Regions from separate parts of the Zea mays genome. Here region 1 is linked to region 2. Evidence: chromatin contacts called from public Hi-C data. All regions are on one chromosome and are shown on one strand. The core of a region is the stretch at or near the end of the contact, and the rest is flanking DNA. Distances in the headings are between cores, read along the strand shown.

What was found. A called contact is a pair of places that touch in the nucleus more often than the background predicts.
Region 1: a contact with region 2 is called in a Hi-C map of ear, with 2.9 times the contacts expected there. The contact joins the promoter of LOC103638897 here to the promoter of LOC103638892 in region 2. A contact is called at or near these places in 10 of 25 Hi-C or Micro-C datasets (bundle sheath, ear, endosperm and 4 more).

Annotation. Positions count from the first base shown.
Region 1 is chr9:117,456,071-117,460,711 of Zm-B73-REFERENCE-NAM-5.0, reverse strand. LOC103638897 (ubiquitin carboxyl-terminal hydrolase 25) reads left to right here and starts at 1,592. Exons shown (of 13, transcript XM_008661681.3): 1 at 1,592-2,081; 2 at 3,073-3,135; 3 at 3,262-3,342. The coding sequence starts at 1,848.
Region 2 is chr9:117,231,836-117,236,425 of Zm-B73-REFERENCE-NAM-5.0, reverse strand. LOC103638892 (transcription factor MYC2) reads left to right here and starts at 1,512. Exons shown (of 1, transcript XM_008661676.4): 1 at 1,512-4,590. The coding sequence starts at 2,012. The coding sequence ends at 4,123.

The DNA of each region.
Region 1 (4,641 bases), core at 343-2,842, 220 kb before region 2:
ATTCAGTATGATGTAGTTGGTAGCCGGTGGTTTGACACTGCTTTTAAACATACCCGTTTGTGAGACACTCGAGGGAGAAGCGTTATGTGATCTAGGGAGCGGCTCCGACAAAAATTCCTCCAACAAAGTGGACAATGGATGATGGCTACGAGGACTTCGGTCTCAAAACCCATGCTCCCTAGCATAGCAATCAACATGAATAATCAATATAATCTGGATAAAGTTATAAACATAGAATGCAACTGTAACGAAGGCGAGTACCATCGAAATGCACATTGACTTCGGTCCAATCTATTGTCGATCCCTAGCCTTCCTAGGACTGCTTTACTGCCTCCTTGACCACCCTACGCCATTGTCCCCTCCATGATGAAATAAGAACGACGTTGAGATTCGAGGAGAACAGATGAAACCATAGAATGATCCACTACCTACCTCTCGGTCTGGGAATAGAGCTGTATCGACCCATTCGAAGGCGTTGCGGAGGTTATTGGCGCGACGGGGCGAGTGCCATTTGTCTCTAGAGATGAGCAGCATTAGACAACGTGCCTCCGCCTCCTTCCCCTCCCAATTGATGCCACGACTCTACCCCGCGACCTCGTGAAGAGGCGCGCGGGTGCAGACGACACAGAAGTCGCGCTGCCGCACCCGTGCACCCACACGGCTGACGATGGCAGCTGAGACCCACCACCATCCTTATCATCTCTCACGCGCCCACTCCTGCCACAACTTTAGTCGTATGAATTTTTCTCATTGCGTCTCTGCTTCAACCACTAGCTAGAGGGTGGCGGTAATTCCAGCAGCGAGACGAGCGTGCGACGTGATGCACGAGCGGCACGAGGGACGTGGATGGCGGGCGGGCAGGCGATAGTTGCGAGTGAGGCGAGCGGGCGGCGGTGTGACACACGTCACATGGGAATGGGGGCCAATGCACGAACAATGGGGGGGGCACAATTGTTGACCCTTGAAACTGCTGCATTATAATAGTAGAGAAAAGAAAAGAAATGTTGTACCATGCAAAAGTTCTAATGGCATGTTTACATAAATCTATGTAACCTATCACATGTTTTAGGGTTTAGAAAACGACAGATTCCTTCCGACGCGATAACTTGGCAGATTCTACATTGACGTTGATTTGGATGTTTTTTCACATAAATGATTCTTACATATACAAGCCGAAAAGTGAAATATTTGCTAGAAGCTGATTCTGACATCCAGAATCCGGTCAGAAGTGAAACAAACATGACCATAGAGCATTGGTGTGACATGACGAACTCAGCCGTTCGGACGCTTCTTATCGCTGTATTTGAGTATGAGTTTATCTCTAGTAGCCCTCTCGTAAATAGTGATGTCTTAAAAAATATTGTTTTAGACACTCGTATAGACGATCTACGATCTGCTGGACAGGGACAGACAGGCCGGCGATGTAGGCTGCGTCACTGCGTGTGGATCGTGCTGTTCTGACGGCATGTGAACGTGAACCCTTTGCATGCACCAGCGGTACGGCGAGGCGGGCCGCCGAGACGCGCCCCTGACCGATTTGCGAAGGAAGGAGAACCGACCCAACCCATCCAGCATCCCGGCTGCCGCGTCCGGGCTGAGGCCTGAGGTTCATAAGTCATGCGCCATGCCACATCGCGTCCAGCGTGTATAAGCGAGGACGCCCTCCGCCGCCGCCTCGACTTCTCGCTCTCCTCCTCCGCCGCCGCTCCAGACTCCAGTGCGCGTCGCGTCGCGTCGCGTCGCGCTGCACTTGTAGCTGGATTGCATGATCCACCACAGCAATCTTCTTCCCCTCGTCTAAACCCTCGCGCCCCGCCCTGTCCTCAAAACCCCTCATTAGTCGGTCGATGGCAGACGAGGATGCCGCCGAGACCGTCGGCGCCGCGTACATGACGGTCCCGCCGCCGCTGGTTATGCCGGACGCCGCAGTGCCTCCGCCGGTGGCGGCAGAGACCGTCGCCACTCTGCCGCCCGTTTCCGATGACGACACGGAGGCCGCCGTCGCGGCTATGTTGGTCGTTCTGCTTCCTCCACCGCCGGAGCAAATGGTGGCGATTCCTCAACCTTTCTCCTCTGAATCCGTGAGGAGCCCTCCGATCAAATGCTTATGTTCAAATTTCTCTTGTGCGATCGCTGGGGTTTTGGGCTCTTTCGATGTGTGTTTTGCGAGCGCCTAGCTTCACCGTTGCGGGTTCGGTTCTCTTAACTGCCCCGCAACCTTTCTCTCTGGGGTTCATCACTGGCAAGGAGACGAACCTGGTTAGTTTTTGAAATTGGAAGAGTTTCGTGTCGCCTTGCTGCAATTATTCCAAGTGTGTCAAGCGAGTCCAGTTTCAACTGCTCTTGCTGCAATTTATATGGTTATATGCTCTCGAAGTCCAATGTCACTATGAAAGCTTTATATTCTTAAAAGTTACTATACTAGCTACCTCCGTCCTAAAAAGGATGCAATTCTACTTCTATCTCTATCCTTAGTCAATTCATTTAAAGGTTGACTAAATCTGTCTCTGTAGAAAAGAGTATCAATATTTACGGCACAATATAGTTATGCTACGAAAATTTATTCCATGTCAAATCTAACAACATATCATAAATTTTGATGCATTTTTATATAAACTTGGTCAAACTCAAAATTGCTCAGTATTATGCTAGAATTGCATTCTTTTCAGGATGGAGGGAGTATATCTATATGGTGAGGAATCCCTAGTTGATGATATAGTCAATATGATGATTTTATTTTATGATCCATCGACCTTTCTTTTGATCTGTAAAATTGATTGTGCTATGGATGATGAGCATATATATGAGGAAATGCTTTTTTGGTGGGCCATGAATTGGAAATTTTGGATTCTATGCCTATTTCAGTAGTATATTACTTGATTATTTAGTTTCTCAATAGGTCAGTGATATCAAGGAAAATGAAACTTACCATGACCTTTGTTAGTTGGTGCTTCCCTCTAGTGATAGTGAATCCTATCATACACTAAAGTTTCTCAAGCTTATTTCTTGGTATATACAAGTTCTTGTTCCCCAGGTTCTGATTTTTTCACCATTTTTATTATTTACTTTCAGAAGCTGCCTGAGGTGACCGTTCAGGCTTTGGGACATTTACTAGAAGAGGAGCATCCAGTCATGGTAGAACAAATTATCATATATCATGCCTTCTAACAGAACTGTAACCATCTACTTCTGACACATGTGAATTTGATAACCATTTTTACTCCGTGTCTTTTTTTTGGTTTTCTTTGACCCATTACGTAGGCTGTATCTGATAACAAGGAAAGTGAGAAACAAATACCACGTCCACCACCATGTCCTTCAGGAGAACAGCAAAAACCTAAGGTAACAAGTATTTCAGCATTAGATGTTTCTCAAAATATGACAGTGTCTTTTTCCAATCGACCCATATTTACTCCTTTATTCTGGTCCTCCGTTGGCCTGGGCTAGAAATGAAGGAAGATACCTTGGTATTTTCAGTTCAGTATTCTATTTGTGCTTCCTAAACATCTTCGTGGCAGCAAATGAGCATTGCATTGGCCACAACCCTGCAGTGGCGGAGGGAAGGGGGGGCCTGGCACCCCCAACATTTCTATGCCTCCCACAATATAGTTATTTATGGTTTTGGTTTTAAACTGCGTTATTTGGTGTTACCGATGCTATTTTAATCTACCAACTCAGGATTTTGTTAATTTTTTTAACTTTCTTACCAATTGTACTCATCATGTTGACCCTGTTATTTGCTCCCGTGTAGTCATAAAAAAACTAGAGCATGTGATTCCTATTGTTAGGCTGTTAGCTATCCAAAATGTCAAAATGACTAATCTCTACTATATTAAAGCAGCAGTTTCAACGGTCGTCCTGTATCGTATTTTTACAAATAACCCCTCACATCTATCTCAAATTAACCCGCTGCACCCTTCCGTGCAGACAACCTTCACGTCCGGTCCGTTAGCCAGTCTAGCGTAAAATGTTAAAAAAGTGGTGTAGGAGGTGGGGTTTGAACCCACCCCCTGTTGGAAGAAAGGCGGGAGACACTAAGTGAAGCCGTCTAAACAGTAGAACATCATGCTTAGGTGTTTTTAATATTGAATATAAATTGTACATATGTATATACGATTTTTTGTAAAATAAAAAAATATAATCGTGCCAGACCGGGTCAGCACTACGGGCTGAGGCTATGGCCCAAGCACGACACGACGCTCGTGCCGGGCTGGCCTAGGCACTATTAAATGGGTCGTGCCCCAGGCCGCCCGCCAGACACGACCCATTTGACCATCTATACCTTCGCACGATAATGATGGTCCTCGGCTCAGTTGCCGCCACCTCGTTCGCCATCCTGCTTCTTTTCTTTCTCCCCTCATGCCTTCGCCTCCTCCACCCATTCTCGGCAGAGGGCGTGGAAGCGACGCCTCCTCCCCGTATTCATCTGACACCAGCCCCAACACCGACCCACGCAATGGCTATTGCACATAGGGATGACAATCGGGTGGGTAGTACGCGGATATATAGTTCACGAATCCATAGCCGCGAGACAAAACTCAACCCATATCTGTACCCATAAACGTTCGTGGGTATGGATCTCTACCCATATCCGTACCCATCGGGTATCTGTTATCTAGCGGATACCCGTTACCCGCCCGC
Region 2 (4,590 bases), core at 263-2,762:
GGCTACTTCCTGGCAGGCTGTTTAGCGTTCGCCTGACCAGCGACACCCACTTCCTCGCGGGGCCATTGTCCTCGGCATCGAGGATGTTCCTGGCGTTCAACAGGACGATCTCTTGGAACCTGCATGCCGGCGCAACCGCAATGACTCAAGAATAAATTAGGGGGCTTTACCCGAGGATGTAGATGTAGGCCGGCGGCAGAGCCAGCCATCGAGGCTAAGCGAGCCTGGCGGCATGCGGCCACCTACATTCCATGTAGCAGTCTCCACCGGCGGCGGTCTCCTGAAACGCGGATCTAGGCATCGGGGGTGCAGTGCGGTCGGATCTGGGCGCCGCGGAGGGAGGGAGTGCGTGGGACGCTGGCCGCGGGGGAGGGAGAGCGCTAAGAGCATGGATTCGCGGGGGCTGGCGTGCGGGCGTGTGGGCGGCTTGGTAGCGGAGGTTTTCGCGGCAGCAGGCGTGCGGGCTTGAGGGCGTGCGAGGGTTGTTCACGGAGCTAGAGGACCGGCGGACGTTCCGCCGGCGGGGGAGGCGCGGGCGGCCGTGCGGGTGGGATTCGCGGCGGGGGAGGCGCTGGCGTGCGGGTGGGATGCTGGCTGGTTTCGCGGCGCCGGGATTCGCAGGCGGGGGCTTTCGCGGCGAGGGAGGCACGTGGATGCTGGCTGGTTTCGCAGCGAGGGATTCGCAGGTGGGTGGGAGGCGCGGGCTGGTTTCGCGGCGAGGGAGGCGTGGGGATGCTGGCTGGTTTCGCGGCGAGGGGATCGCAGGCGGGTGGGAGACGTGGGCTGGTTTCGCGGCGAGGGGATCGCAGGCGCCGCGGGGATGCTGGCTGGTTTCGCGGCGAGGGGATCGCAGGCGGGTGGGAGGCGCGAGCTGGTTTCGCGGCGAGGGAATCGCAGGCGGATGGGATCGCAGGGCGGGGCCAGTCTACACTGCCTCCTTAATAGTTAGTACAGATATATATCTCCTCCTGCTTCGCGTACTCGGGACGCTACGCTTTGTAAAAGTAACCTATACCTGTAAAGAAGCTTGCCGAGCGTTGGTATACCCTGACAATTGTACATGGTTGCGTTGCGTGTAGCATGTGTTGCGCGCCAAGAGGAGATTACCATTGATTAAGCCGAACGCGACCACGACCTCCATCGGCGGCCACAGCACAGCACAGCTGCCCCGCACCTCGTTTTATATTAGCACTAAGCCGAATCACAACAGATATTTATATAGACGGTTGGCTAGCACGCTGCCCGCCTGCGACGCTCGCTAAACACGTGAACACGGATGGACGGCCCCAGAGATCGCGTGCGCCGTCCCGCATTGCCCACCTGGGCCTCCTTATCTTTCATTGGCTTGTCCGCTGCGTGGGCCCACCGACCCATGAAGTGGAGGGCCTTTGCTGCTTCCAACCGCTGCACGTGGGCCACTCTCCTGACGGGGATGGAATCAACTCAACGGTCAGACAGAGCCGGCCACAAGCTACTATAGGCTATCTACCGATGCCCACATGCTGCTGTTTCTGCACGTGCGTGGAGTAATAAAAACGTGCAGCAAATTGCGATGCTCCATTCGAGCCATCTCAGTAGGAGTACATATATTGACGATTAGGCTAAGGAGGTATTTAAGAGGTCCGTGACATGACATGGTTGCGCTCCTAGCAAGCACCAAGCAGGTGTGTGCGTCATTTTCACGTGTAAAAATAGCACGCCCAGCGGACACCATGGCTACTCACTTCTCGCTGACAATCGGGTCCACTTTTGAAGGAGGCGGGCTACGAACCCTCCTGAATTGTAGGTCGGTGCTGTGGCCCCGTGGCGAAGGGATGTTGTTTCCCTTCCTGTATTTGTCCTCGCCTCGCCAACCGGACAGGAGGCGGGACAGGCGCCCAGCCTCTGTCACGGGCGTTTTCGCCGCATAATCCCACGGGTTCCGCGTTTCAACCCATTTCCTTCGCCTTTCCCCTTCGCCCTCCATTCTCCGCCCACCGTTTCCTCGGGTCTGCCACGCTACGCCACGCCCATGAACCTGTGGACGGACGACAACGCCTCCATGATGGAGGCCTTCATGGCCTCCGCCGACCTCCCCGCCTACCCCTGGGGGGCGCCGGCCGGGGGCGGCAACCCGCCGCCGCCGCAGATGCCGCCGGCGATGGCGATGGCGCCGGGGTTCAACCAGGACACGCTGCAGCAGCGGCTGCAGGCCATGATCGAGGGGTCCAGGGAGACCTGGACCTACGCCATCTTCTGGCAGTCCTCCCTGGACGCCGCCACCGGCGCGTCGCTGCTAGGCTGGGGCGACGGCTACTACAAGGGCTGCGACGACGACAAGCGCAGGCACCGCCCGCCGCTCACGCCCGCCGCGCAGGCCGAGCAGGAGCACCGCAAGCGCGTGCTCCGCGAGCTCAACTCCCTCATCTCCGGCGGCGCCTCCGCCGCGCCCGCGCCCGCGCCCGACGAGGCCGTCGAGGAGGAGGTCACCGACACCGAGTGGTTCTTCCTCGTCTCCATGACGCAGTCCTTCCTCAACGGCTCGGGCCTCCCCGGCCAGGCGCTCTTCGCGGGCCACCACACCTGGATCGCCGCCGGCCTCTCCTCCGCGCCGTGCGACCGCGCGCGCCAGGCCTACAACTTCGGCCTCCGCACCATGGTCTGCTTCCCCGTCGGCACGGGCGTGCTCGAGCTCGGCTCCACCGACGTCGTGTTCCAGACCGCCGAGACCATGGCCAAGATCCGCTCGCTCTTCGGGGGCGGGCCGGGGGGTGGCTCGTGGCCGCCCGTGCAGCCCCAGGCGGCGCCGCAGCAGCAGCACGCCGCCGAAGCCGACCAGGCGGCGGAGACGGACCCATCCGTGCTGTGGCTCGCCGACGCGCCGGTCGTGGACATCAAGGATTCCTACTCGCACCCGTCGGCGGCCGAGATCTCCGTCTCCAAACCGCCTCCGCCTCCGCCTCCGCCGCAGATTCACTTCGAGAACGGGAGCACGAGCACGCTCACGGAGAACCCCAGCCCCTCCGTGCACGCGCCGCCAGCCCCGCCGGCGCCACCGCAGCGGCAGCAGCAGAATCAGGGCCCGTTCCGCCGGGAGCTCAACTTCTCGGATTTCGCGTCCAATCCTTCCTTGGCGGCGGCCCCGCCGTTCTTCAAGCCCGAGTCCGGCGAGATCCTCAGCTTCGGCGTCGACAGCAACGCCCAGAGGAACCCGTCGCCGGCGCCTCCCGCCAGCCTCACCACCGCTCCCGGCAGCCTATTCTCGCAGTCGCAGCACACGGCGACCGCCGCGGCGAACGACGCGAAGAACAACAACAACAACAACAAGCGTTCGATGGAAGCCACCTCCCTGGCGAGCAACACCAACCACCACCCGGCGGCGGCGGCGAACGAGGGCATGCTGTCCTTCTCGTCGGCGCCGACCGCGCGGCCGTCGGCAGGCACGGGCGCGCCGGCCAAGTCGGAGTCCGACCACTCGGACCTGGACGCGTCCGTGCGCGAGGTGGAGAGCAGCCGCGTCGTGGCGCCGCCGCCGGAGGCGGAGAAGCGGCCGCGGAAGCGCGGGCGGAAGCCCGCGAACGGGCGCGAGGAGCCGCTGAACCACGTGGAGGCGGAGCGGCAGCGGCGGGAGAAGCTGAACCAGCGCTTCTACGCGCTGCGCGCCGTGGTGCCCAACGTGTCCAAGATGGACAAGGCGTCGCTGCTCGGCGACGCCATCTCCTACATCAACGAGCTCCGCGGCAAGCTGACGTCGCTGGAGTCGGACAGGGAGACGCTGCAGGCCCAGGTCGAGGCGCTCAAGAAGGAGCGCGACGCGCGGCCGCACCCGCACCCCGCTGCCGGGCTCGGCGGGCACGACGCCGGCGGGCCGCGCTGCCACGCGGTAGAGATCGACGCCAAGATCCTGGGGCTGGAGGCCATGATCCGCGTGCAGTGCCACAAGCGCAACCACCCGTCGGCGCGGCTGATGACGGCGCTCCGCGAGCTCGACCTGGACGTGTACCACGCCAGCGTCTCCGTCGTCAAGGACCTCATGATCCAGCAGGTCGCCGTCAAGATGGCCAGCCGCATGTACTCGCAGGACCAGCTCAGCGCCGCGCTCTACAGCCGCCTTGCGGAGCCCGGGTCTGTCATGGGCAGGTAATCAGGCAGGAGAGCTCATCAGCTCGCCTGTGCCTGCCGGATAGGGACGATACCGATACACTGCTACCCACCACGGGGACTGTCATCGCGGTCACCATGGTTACAAAACACACACACGCACGATAGGCCTTAGAGATTCAGGAGGTGGAGGACGGCGGCGACGATGATGATGCTGGTGTTGTTGAAAACTCTAGAAGGATGGATGGATGATGACACCTAGCTTCCGGCTGCTGTTCATCATCCTCTTGTGTTTTTGCTAGTAGCCTGGTAATTAGCAGGATTAAGCAGCCGTCAAGCGTCACCCCCGTTGTTGTTAATTAAGTACCTGTTGTTGTGAGCTGTGACGACGATGGATCGACCGATGTTTTAGCGTTGGTTGAATCCAAAGCTGTATATAGGATGTATGTATTATTACAGCAGGAATTCGCTTGCAACTGAAGAGTCCGTTTTTTTTATTCAAGTACAGCA